Linked DNA regions of Sus scrofa: region 2 is linked to region 1. A link is a contact called in public HiChIP or PLAC-seq data. All regions are on one chromosome and are shown on one strand. The core of a region is the stretch at or near the end of the contact, and the rest is flanking DNA. Distances in the headings are between cores, read along the strand shown.

The links. HiChIP or PLAC-seq counts read pairs in DNA pulled down with a chosen protein or histone mark.
Region 2: an H3K27ac HiChIP or PLAC-seq map of alveolar macrophages shows a contact between it and region 1. The contact joins two enhancer-like sites. A contact is called at or near these places in 1 of 47 Hi-C or Micro-C datasets (epiblast stem cells) and 1 of 2 datasets of contacts at active chromatin or transcription factors (alveolar macrophages).

The regions. Positions count from the first base shown.
Region 1 is chr3:29,104,592-29,110,638 of Sscrofa11.1, reverse strand. All of the region lies in intron 2 of MKL2 (MKL/myocardin-like protein 2), which reads left to right. Among named protein-coding and RNA genes, the nearest start is that of MKL2, 130 kb to the left of the region's middle. Within about 2 kb of position 2,653, at least 5 of the 83 cell types and tissues checked have an H3K27ac peak or open chromatin away from gene starts, as enhancers often do. A contact at or near this core is called in alveolar macrophages, where this site is marked.
Region 2 is chr3:29,259,222-29,265,268 of Sscrofa11.1, reverse strand. It overlaps LOC106509690 (a long non-coding RNA gene), which reads left to right. Exons shown (of 4, transcript XR_002342411.1): 1 at 1-3,866; 2 at 5,083-5,177. Among named protein-coding and RNA genes, the nearest start is that of MKL2, 22 kb to the right of the region's middle. Within about 2 kb of position 3,783, at least 47 of the 83 cell types and tissues checked have an H3K27ac peak or open chromatin away from gene starts, as enhancers often do. A contact at or near this core is called in alveolar macrophages, where this site is marked.

The sequences.
Region 1 (6,047 bases), core at 1,404-3,903:
AATTCACAAATGTTTTGAAAGGACTGTGATACAATGAGGATTGATTGTTTCTTTTTTTTTTTTTTTTTTTGTCTTTTGTCTTTTGTCTTTTTTGTTGTTGTTGTTATTGTTGCTATTTCTTGGGCCGCTCCCGCTTTTGTCTTTTGTCTTTTTTGTTGTTGTTGTTATTGTTGCTATTTCTTGGGCCGCTCCCGCGGCATATGGAGGTTCCCAGGCTAGGGGTTGAATCGGAGCTGTAGCCACCGGCCTACGCCAGAGCCACAGCAACGCGGGATCCGAGCCGCGTCTGCAACCTACACCACAGCTCATGGCAAAGCCAGATCGTTAACCCACTGAGCAAGGGCAGGGATCGAACCCACAACCTCATGGTTCCTACTCGGATTCGTTAACCACTGCGCCACGACGGGAACTCCTCCTATTGTTTCATATTTAATGACATTAGAAACATATCTAATTGTACTGTCTGCTACAGTGCTGTTAAAAAACTGCACACGAACTTTTATTTGGTATGTACTCTGACCTGTTGTCTCCGAGGACAGTGCCAACTCATTTTGCATAGAGTTAGTAATGAAATAATTTCTAAGAAGTGATTCGTATTAATAGTCTCCAGAGACCTTAAAGAGACCAAGGGCATTTGGGATGCCCTTGGCATCAGCATCCATTTTAAAATGTTTTGTGGTGGAACCTGTCTATCCACACCCCACTTGTCTGGCTTGCTGGTTCACCAGTCTTCTCCAGTCCCTTTGTCCCAGGACATACCGAATGGGCTTGGCTGGGAGGTGACACGGAAGTCTGGTAACGTTTCTGTTCTCACTAGTTAAGTTGTGTGCTAACCAGAAGTCAGCTGTGTTTGTTCCTAAGTGTGTTTATGCCAGTAGTAGTGGTAAGCCTAAGTATGTAGTTTAAATATTGCGTAAACTGATAAATATGAATGCAAAAATGTTTAATGTGTGGAACCCCAAAGTCATGTTACTTAATACCATTGACTTGGGTGTGGGTGAGAAGTGGAAAAAAATTGTGTTCAAAATTGTAAAAATATAGACATTTCGTGCTCAAAATCCTATCCATTTTTGCTCCACTTTAAAGACACAGAAACGGGACATCATAGACGGTGGTGGTTTGTGCCAAAGAGCCAACACATGCGCACAGAGAAGACCCTGACCCCGCGACGGGAGACGGGCAAGCAACTGACTGTGCGCTCTAACTTAACAGAAAGTGTCTTAGATTGGTGCCTGTCAGTTTTCGTGACTCCTTTATTTGAGTTTTTCAGTTTACCGTCTGACTATCTGGCGTGGTCGCCTCAGAAAAGAGCATTTCTCTTCTGGTTAATTAAGTACCGAAGAACTCGGTTCTAAACTTGGGGGACTTGTGTAGAGGAGGACTCGGGGTCCCTGCTCTGTTGCTTAACTGGTCCGGATATCCTGGACAAGTAAATTCAGCTTCATTTCTTTTCATGAGTTTTGCAATACTTTGCTTGATATCTTTGTTTAAATTTAAATTCTACTGATTTCTATTATCAAGAAGAGTAAAGAGCTAGAAAACAGCGAGACTGCCGTCCTTTTAGTGGCCTTCTCTCCATTTTCCCCTTCCCCTCTTCTCCCTTTTCCCTTTCACCTCCCCTTCCTGCCCTGGAGAACTTAGAGATAGGAGTACAGTATGTTTTTTATCTGTTAAATAAAACATTGGTTTAATCTGTTTATAAATATTTACTTCTTGGCATTTAAATCAAATGCTAATTTATGGCTCAGCAAGATTAGAGTTTGCTTTTACCCCAGTGTTTGATAAATATGGAAATCATCTCAGCTTAAAATTATTCCTCCAATCAATTTTTATTCTCTGAGAATCACTCATTTTGAATACACTTGGAAAATGCAGTTGTTGAAGCTAAAAAGATTTGGGCTTTGGCAATTTTACTTGGGGAACAAATACAATTTTCTAGTTCTTTTTGTATAACAATGCAAAAAACCACATGTGTTCTAAGCCTTTGCTAATTCAAAATTTTAGATGGACTGCAATGAATATTTCAGGAACCCTCTTTACTTAAATGTTAGCTGCAGTACTTCAGAATGCATCGCTTTGGAGACTGTTAAGTATGCATTTTGCTCCATGCTATGTTCATTTGAAGCAAGTCTGCAGTAAACAAGTTAAAAAAATAAATCGTCACATTGGCATTTTTAGAGCTATAAGAGCCGCTTTAGGCATAGAAGAGCAGTTATGTAACTTCTTCTATACAGTGTATTATCAGTATGTGGTATATTTATAGTACACTTTGCTATGTATTTAATGTCTACACATAAATCCAACTGGTGCAAATAAAAACTCATTATTTGAAAGAATTATGACCTAATGTCAAAAACATATCCTGTTTATGTGCAGCACATCTACAACGTTAGATTTCATTTTCTTCGGGTCTGGAGTTTAATTCCAGCTACTCCCTCAGTGTTTGCTAAAGTGAGCAGTAAAAGAAGGTGGTTTCCTTCATTTGCCCTGGAGCAGGTGTGTTGTGCTGGTCTCATTCAGCACGACTGTTGTGTCATAATTGCCTGATCAACAAGGTCCTTCCATCCAGGAGAGCAGGGGTTGTGAATGAGTCCTTGTGGAACCCCCAGTGCCCAGGGCAGTGCCCGATGCACTTGACCTACAGTGTGTGTGTGTAAAGAATTGTGCCGATGGAGCTTTCCACAGCTTCCTCTTCCACACTGCTTCCTCCTCGCCCAGCATCATCTGTCTCTCCCAATTATTTGCTCCAACTTTACTTGCGTTTTGGCACATATGTGTCGTGTTATTGTAGAAGGAATACGAGCCCTGAAGTTGGAATCCTGACTTTGAGGCTAATCTCTCAATTTTATTTAATCTTTCCAAGCCTTGGTTTTCTCATCTGTAAAAGGGAAGTAATACTTAACCCACAGAGAGGTCATTAGAGCAAAATTAAGGAAGGCATGGAGTAAGCTTAGTACCACACAGAGTGGTAATGTAATAGACTTCCTTTTTCTTTTCTAAACTTTATTGGGGTATAGTTGACTTATGAAGTTGTGTTAGTTTCACGTGTACAGCAAAGTAAATCAGTTATACCTATATCTGTTCCTTTTCAGAATTTTTTCCTATGTAAGTTATTACATAATATTGAGTAGATTTCCCTGTGTTGTACAACAGGTCCTTTTACTTATCTTTTTTATATATAGTCATGTGTATGTGTCAGTCCCAACCTCCTAATTTATTCCCCTTGCCCTCTCTACGTTTCCCCTTGGTAACCATAAATTTGGTTTTGAAGTCTTTGAGTCTGTTTCTGTTTTGTAAGTTCTTTTGTATCATTTTAAAAATTGGATTCCACATACTAGTGGTCTCCTGTGGTATTTGTCTTTCTCTTTATGACTTACCTCACTTAATGACTTGCTACACTTAATGTGATAATTCCCGGGTCCATCCATGTTACTGCAAATGGCGTTATTCTTTTTTATGGCTGAATAATATTCCATGGAATATATATACCACATCTTCTTTACCTAGTCCTCTCTTGATGGACATTTAGGTTGCTTCCATGTTAAATAGTGCTGCAGTGAACATTGAGGTGCATGTATCTTTTTGAATTATGGTTTTCTCTGGATGTGTGCCCAGGAGTGGGATTGCTGGATCATATGGTAGTTCTCTTTTTAGTTTTTTAAGGAACCTTCATACTGTTCTCCATAGTGGTTGTACCATTTTACCTTCCCACCAACAGTGTAGGAGTGTTCCCTTTTCTCCATACCCTCTCCAGCATTTATTGTCTGGAGACTTTGTGATGCATCACTTTGCATTCTGACTCGTGTGAAGTGATACCTCGTTGTAGTTGTGATTTGCATTTTGGTGATAATTAGTGATGTTGAGAATCTTTTCATGGGCTTTTTGGCTGTCTGTCTTCCTTGGTTAGATCTTCTGACCATTTATTTATTTATTTATTTATTTTTGATATAAAGGTGTGTAAGATGTTTGTGTATTTTGAAGGTTAATCCCTTGTCGACCACTTTATTTGCAAATATTCTCTCCCATTCTGTGGATTGTTTTTTCATTTTGTTTATGGTTTCCTTTATTGTGTGAAAGCTTTCAGGTTTGATTAGGTCTCATTTGTTTGTTCATTCTTATTAGGAAGTGGATCAGAACAGATTTTTACTGCAGTTTATGTCTAAGAGTGTTCTGCCTATGTTTTCCTCTAGGAGATTTTTAGTATCCAGTCTTACATTTAGGTCTTTAATCCATTTTGAGTTTATCTTTACATATGATGTTAGAGAGTGTTTTTATTTTTATTTATTTTTTATTTTTTGTCTTTTTGCCATTTCTTGGGCAGCTTCTGCAGCATATGGAGATTCCCAGGCTAAGGGTCCAGTTGGAGCTGTAGCCACCGGCCTATGCCAGAGCCACAGCAACATGGGATCCGAGCCACGTCTGTGACCTACACCACAGCTCACGGCAGTGCTGGATCATTAACCCACTGAGCAAGGGCAGGGATGGAACCTGCAACCTCATGGTTCCTAGTCAGATTCGTTAACCACTGCGCCACGACGGGAACTCCGAGAGTGTTTTCAAATTTCATTCTTTCACATGTGTCCAGTTTTCTACACACTGCGTATTGAAAAGACTTTTTTTTTTTTCCATTGTATATTCTTGCCTTTTTTGTCATAAATTGAGTATATGTGTGTGGATTTATTTCTGGGCTTTCTATGCTGTTCCACTGATCTGTATTTCTGTTTTTGTGCTAGTACCATACTGTTTTGATTATTTTAGCTTTGTAGTATAATCTGAACTCAGGGAGCTTGATTCCTTCACTTTTCTTTCTCAAGATTGCTTTGGCTAAAAGCAATCCTGAGGATATAAAACCAAGCAGGAGGCATAACTCTCCCAGACCTAGGACAGTACTACAGAGTTACAGTAATCAAGACAGTGTGATTCTGGTACAGAAGCAGACATACAGACAAGTGGAACAGAATTGAGAGCCCAGAAATAAACCCAAATAAAACTTATAGTCAATCAATCTTTGACAAAGGAGGCAAGAAAAAAAATGGGAAAGTTTCTTCATCAAATGGTGCTGGGAAAATTGAAGAGAGGCATGAATATCAGTGAAACTAAAATACACCCTCACACCATCCACAAAAATAAACTCAAAATGGCTCTGGGGTTCCTGTCATGGCTTGGCAGTTAGCAAACCTGAGTGGCATCCATGAGGGTGTGGGTTCGATCCCTGGCCTTGTCAGTGGATTGGGGATCTGTCGTTGCTGTGAGCTGTGGTGTAAGTGGTAGATGCGGCTTGGATCCCATGTTGCTGTGGCTCTGGTGTGGGCTGATGGCTGCAGCACTGATTTGACCCCTAGCCTGGGAACCTCCTTATGCCTCGGGTGTGCCCCCACCTGCAAAAAAAAAAAGACCAAAAAAAAAAAAGGCTCAAAGACTTAAACATAAGGCAAGACACCATAAAACTCCTAGAAGCAAACATAGGCAAAACATTCTCTGACATCAACAGTACGAATATTTTCTTAGGTCAATCTCCCAAGGCAATAGAAATAAAAACAAAAATAAACCGATGGGTCCAAAACAAACTTATAGGCTTTAGCACAGCAAAGGAAACCTTAAAAAAAAAAAAAAAATGAAAATTCAACCTAAGGAGTGGGAGGAAATAGTTGCAACTGAAGGAGGAAATGGAAATAGGGCTTAATCTCCAAGATATGCAAACAACCCATACAGCTCAACAAGGAAAAACAATCCAAATGAAAAAGGGGCAGAAGACCTAGTTAGACATTTCTCCAAAGAAGACATACACATGGCCGATAGGCACATGAAAAAATGCTCATATCACTAATTGGTAAGGAAATGCAAATCAAAACTACAATGAGGTACCTCCTCACACCAGTCAGAATGGCCATCATTAATAAGACTATAGGAGTTCCCATTCTGCTCAGCAGTAACAAACCTGACTAGTATCCATGAGGACTTGGTTTGATCCCTAGCCCCGCTCAGTGGGTTAAGGATCTGGCATTGCCATGAGCTTTGGTGTAGGTTGTAGATGCAGCTTAGACCTG
Region 2 (6,047 bases), core at 2,534-5,033, 150 kb before region 1:
ACTGGATTGTTTCCATGCCTCTCAGAGAAGAGCATCCAGAGCAATTATGCATAACTTGGAAATAGGTCGAAGCTAATACTGAGTACACTTCCTCTGTAGACCTGGATGGTGTCTAGTGGCCTCTGCTGCCCAGGGATTATCTCATTTTCTGAGGCTGCAAACCTTTTGCTGATGATTAGGAAGGCTATATCGCAAGCTTATGAGAATATAGGTAACCTTGCAGAAAACTGATAGCATTACCAATGACTCTTGCCCAACACCATCCCAAAGATTATAACCCAGTGAGGCATTAACCAGTTTTGCATTTACCAGCAAATTTATATCTGCATTCCTTTGACCAACTATAACTCTCCAGGTCCCTGATTTTCTCTTGAATCAGTCTTAACATCTTACTGGTTTCCTCATTGGTCGAACTGAATAAAATCTTTGACTTCTGTTGCTTTTCTCTTTGTATAAGAGTCATGTTGTTAACCTTTTGAAAATTGTACTTGGCAAATGGTATGGCCAACGTGAGCTCCATATAATGATGAAACCATATTTCCAGCCTCATTCATCCTAAAATGAAACCTTGTAAACTAGAAGGTAGATAATATTCATGTGTATATACATATATAGTGAAGAAATGTACTTTGGTTCTAGGACATTACTATTAAAAACTATAAATTGATCAAATAGTTAAGAACTACAGACACACTATAGAACCGGCTCAGTGGACCCCTGTTTCTCATTCTGTTTACAAACAGATCTCCCCTGGATCCCTAATCTGAGTTCCTTTTCTGTGTAGTATTGACTGTCACTGTTAAAGAGACTGATTCGTGGGTGAGAAAGAAGAGGAATTTCAGATATTCCGAAGGATCCTTTTGCATGAAGATATTTCTGCATCAAAAGAACAGTGCTCCCCGAGGGCCTGGGAGGCAGGTAAACAAAATCAACTTGTGGTTTAAACAAGGGAATTTCCTAGGATTCATGAAAATAGTGAATAAACAGGGTCTGATGAAACGGTGACAGGGTATATCTGAGATGATATTTGGGGACACTTTTAATTAGGACCTCCAGAATTTGGTGTCAATGAGAGGAGAGGTTTGCTCCCATGAACAGCTTGTTTCTGGGAAGGGTGACACCCAGCCGCAGCTGGGGGAAGAAGAAAGCTCAGTAGAACAAGGGAAGCGTGACTGGGCAGGTTTGTTTTTGGCAAAAGGCATTTATTGCATAAGGCGGAGGGCCCCCTCTGGATCTGATGCTGTACCAGTCCACGCCAGCAAGGACGTTCAGTCGTGCAGCAAAGAGAAGTCCAACAAAGAACATGAGCAAGTAAGGTCTTAAAAACACCTCTAGAGAGGGATCAGTGCGGCAGGGCTCAGAGAATGAAGTCATATCCAGGGCTAGGGGCAGGGCTGGCCTCAAAGAGAACGTAGGATTCAAGATGAGACTGAAAGCACAGCTAGGATTTCATCAGACAGAGATGCAGATGATGCACTGACGTCCAAGCACAGAGCACAAGCAAAGAAACAGATGGGAAACAGAATGGTGTTTCAAGAAAGTCGTGAACAGCAGAGTGGGAACAAGACACGGGGGGCATAGTGTAGGAGTCTCCCAAGTGCTAGGCTTGAGGAGTTTGTTCTTATTTCAGTAGAAAAAGGAACATTGGAGTAAGGGAAGGACGTGACCAAGAAGGCTGTTTTAAGACTTGGGTCTGGCAGTAGTAAGTTTGCAATGGAAAGGAACTAAGATCGGTTGAGCACTTAGATATTTCACATATGTTACCCCCATTAAATCCTCACACCCTGAAAGAGGGATGACACCTGCTTTACAGATGAGGAGATGAAGCCTCGGAGGGATCAAGAAATTAAAGTCACCGTGGACATAAAGGGCAGAGATGGGACCCCAACTCCAAAGCCGCCTTCCTTTCTACCATACCTTGCTACCTGGGGGGAAGGGCTGCAGGTGAAAAGACCATTTCAGAAACTGTCATTAACAATCTAAGCAACAGGTGGTTTTGGCCAAAACTCAGATGGTATAGCTTTGGGAATGGAAAGGACATAAACTGAAGAAGCATCAAAGGACAGTCTAGGGAATGCGGCAAGGAAATTACATGCCTAGGAAGAATCTGAATAACACCTCGCCTTGAAGCCTCAGGAGACAAGGAAGCCATTAACAGAAACAAAGAGTCTGGAGAAAGACTGTGCAGGCAAGGCTCAGCTCACTTAGGATCGAGTTTTGCGAGAGCCATGGTCAGGCAGTCTCAACCGAAGAGGTGGCAGACCTCTGCTGGGAAGTGAGAATTGAAGACAAAAAATAAATGAGCAAATATGAAACAGGACTTTAGAAAATGCCTACATTTAGGAGGTGAGATGATAGAGGATACATTCTAAAAAGAAGATTCTGGATCATGCCGCCACCAGAATCAAAAGCAGGGGAGAATTTCAAGGCAGTGACCCACAGGGTCAGGAGTTGAGCAGCAGGAACGCTGGTGGCCTCAGTTTGCAACACGGCAGGGGAGCTCTGGGTGTCCAGGATGGTGGTTGCAGGGAGCCTGGGGCACACGCCAGACTGAGGCACCGAGGAATCCTTAGGATTGCGAGACTGGGCAAGCCTTAGGCCAAGGTGATCAGAAGGAAGGCGCCAGGACCCAGTGAGAGAAGGAAGATGCAGGAGAGAGAACAGGTAATGAATGGAACCAAAACCCAGGGCTGAGGTCCTGGGGATGGAGGGAGAAAAGAGTGCTTTCCCTTTTTTTCCTTTCACACCTACAGAAAACCTGTTATACTGATTTGGCTCTTCTTACAAATCAGCATTTATTGTGCTATGTACCCCTAACTTGGAACGGAACTAGCAAACCACGATAAGTAACAATGAGCCCTTTTCTGGTCTATTTTAAGGACAAATGCTGCTGTTTGGCGATGGGATCTGCTCGTGTTTAAACTAGAAGCGGGGGGCGGGGGGAGCAGAACCCCTCTCTAACCTGGCTGGATAGTTTTATTACTATTTAAAGCATCCCTTTCAGCGATTTAGGAAACATTAATGCGTGCTGGCTAATGTCGGCTGGAAACCGAAAGTCTGACAGCAGCTCTCAGCCAATCCTGAGATTTGGTGAGGATTTTTATTTTGGTCGTCCTGAGCCTACTGTAACTGGGGCGGCTGAGTTGCTATGGTGATTTGTTCTCCAAACAGAGGGCTTTGCCGCAGTACCTTGAAACAGCAGATCAATCTACTTTATGTTGACTTGATCATGATATTAATTCTAGTTGAAACCTCCCCCAGGCTCCCATCAGGACTTGTACGCAGGAATTTTAAATCCGGGTCCAAGAGGCATCGTCTTTTTAAAGCCAGGCCCTCACAATTCCTGCCCCCGAGACTGCAGGCTCACAGTCAAAAGCTCCGGGGTCAGGGGTGGGGGGGACTGCAGTTGGAGGAAGGTTCATCATTGAAGCAATTATGTGCTTAATCGCTGCAGCGTGGGCACCGGCTGCAAGTTGTGACTCATTCCCCACTCTGTCACTAATAATTGGGGGCGGTGGACAGGATGCACAGAAAACTCAGCTGCTTTTTCCCGAGTTCCTCTTGCAAATCTGGAAGTCGCTGAGATCCGTCCTTGAAGCAGGGGAGAAAGGCCGACCTCAGCTCCACGACGTGGCCCTGCCTGTCTCCACCGGTAGGGGGCCCCATTGAGTCACCGGACTCTATAAGGATGACTGCACTTTGAATGGGGGTGTAGCTGCCTCTGGGTCTTGCCCAACGGTGACGCGGGAGAGGAAAAAAAAAAAAAAAAAGGAGCTGCCTGATTTCCAGCGTGACTCATTATAAACAAACGGAGGACAGATTGACTGCCTCTTATCAGAGCCTGAGTATGAGCCCCAGGACTGAGGGTGAGTCATACTGGAAGTCCCGTCTTTTGTTGGTCAGAGGGATTGTTCTCCCTGCGGAAGGGGTGGATTTGCTGAGTGGGGGATGGGGGTGCTAAGGGATCACTTCAATACCATCAGTGACCCCAAGGTGAGCCCTGGGCTCCTAGTGAGATCCAATTCCCTCAAAACCAAAAAAGTTTCCAAACTGAAGATAAAAACTGGCCATACCCACAAGAAAACTCATTTGGAGTTCATGGAATGTCCGGAATCTTGCATTGATGGTGTCACAACATACACATATGCCAGTTATCATCAAAGTATACATTTTAAGTACTGCTGTGTGTTGTATGTAAATTACACTGCAAAGTTTTTGGTCTTTTGGGGGGGGGGCACACCATGCAGAATTTCCTAGATCAGGGATAGAACATCACCACAGCAGTGACAACACTGGATCCTTAACAGCTAAGCCACCAGGGATTTTTAAGAAATACAGTTTGGTGAGGGGGAAAAAAACCTGGCCAACCCATTTTTATGGTGGTTTACCCTGAAGCTCTGCGTACACTCCCTCACTGCCCCATCCATACCCATCTATTGCCTTGTATTTGGGTGCAAACCCCGAGGGTACACACCTGAAGCGATCATGAAGTCATACCATCTAAGGCTGGTGTGCTGATCCCACACGCCCAGAGTGTGTGTAATAGGTGAGTTATTTATTTTCACTGACCCAAGACGGGGGATCAGTAAAGCCTAGGTTGGCAAAAGATTTGAAAGGAGGCAGACGCTGGGTAGCAAAGGCAAAAAGAAGGACCTTGCATGTACCTGCCCCCACCCGCTGCTCCCAGCAGCCTCGAGACTGGAGACGCCATGTGTTTACGCCCCAGGTACCTTCCTTCTCATTTCAGCAAATACAAGTCAGGTCAAGCCCACAGCGAAACTGCAGGAGCTTTGGCGATGGGCGGTGCCCATAGAGCCCGCACACGTGAAATGACTTAACACTCGGACCCCAGCAAACCCGCAAGCAAGTTAATTTAGGGGGAAGTGAACACGTGTGCTTAGGTGGCCAAAAAGAAGGAGCGGTTTGGCAGGAGGGGCTCATCAAGAGTCACCATGAAGGGAAGAGCAGCCCAGATGCTTGTAGATGTAAACGACCTCAGTTGGGGAAATATGAATATGTGTTTCTGCGTGGACTAGCCCAGGATCTTCTTCTGAAAAGTATGTGATGTTTTTCTCCTTCCAGATAACATGCCCCGTTGTGAGCAGGAAAAGTCACTTTTCCTTCCTCTTGCTATAGAGTCTCTTGCTAATTCCAGCTTCTGGCTGATAACCTTATGGGTAAGGTCTTAATTATTTCTTTCATTGTCCCATATGCCTGTTCCTGCTGCTGTCTGTTGGTGAATGAATTCAACGGACACAACAAAATGATTTGGGAAATTTGTCATCACTATGAGAGAGGGTCATTAATGTAGGAGAGCTTTGTCTTAATCACCCAGTCTCTCTATCACTAAATCTGTGTGTGTGTGTGTGTGTGCGCGCGCACGTGTGCTATTTTCTGACTCGCTGGATTCTGTAAATATTTCGAAGGTGTGTCTTTGCCACAGCAGCTGATCTCACATGTAATGACTGTGTCCTTAATATCCAAAGACAGTCCCAAATTTCAACTGTTCTTCTGACATACCCCTGAAAACATATTCATACTTTTTAGATCTTTTTTTGCTATACAGGCATACCTTGGAGATATTGCGGGTTTGGTTCTAGACCATCTTAATAAAGCAAATATCATAATAAATCAAGAAATAGAACTTTTTAGGTTCCTGGTACATATATAAGGTATATTTATATTTATACTGCTCTGTCATCTATTAAGTGTGCAGTAGCATTGTCTAAAAAATGATGTACATACTTTTTTTTTTTTTTTTTTTTGCTTTTTAGGGCCACCCCTGTGGCATATAGAAGGTCCCAGGCTAGGGGTCAAATCGGAGCTGTAGCTGCCGGCCTACACCACGGCCATAGCAATGCGGGATCCGAGCCGTGTCTGCGACCTACACCACAGTTCACGGCAATGCCAGATCCGTAACCCACTGAGCGAGGCCAGGGATCAAACCCATATTCTCATGGATACTAATCAAGCTCATTACCACTGAGCCACGATGAGAACTTTCTGATATACATACTTTAATTAAAGAGCACTTCATTGCTCAAACA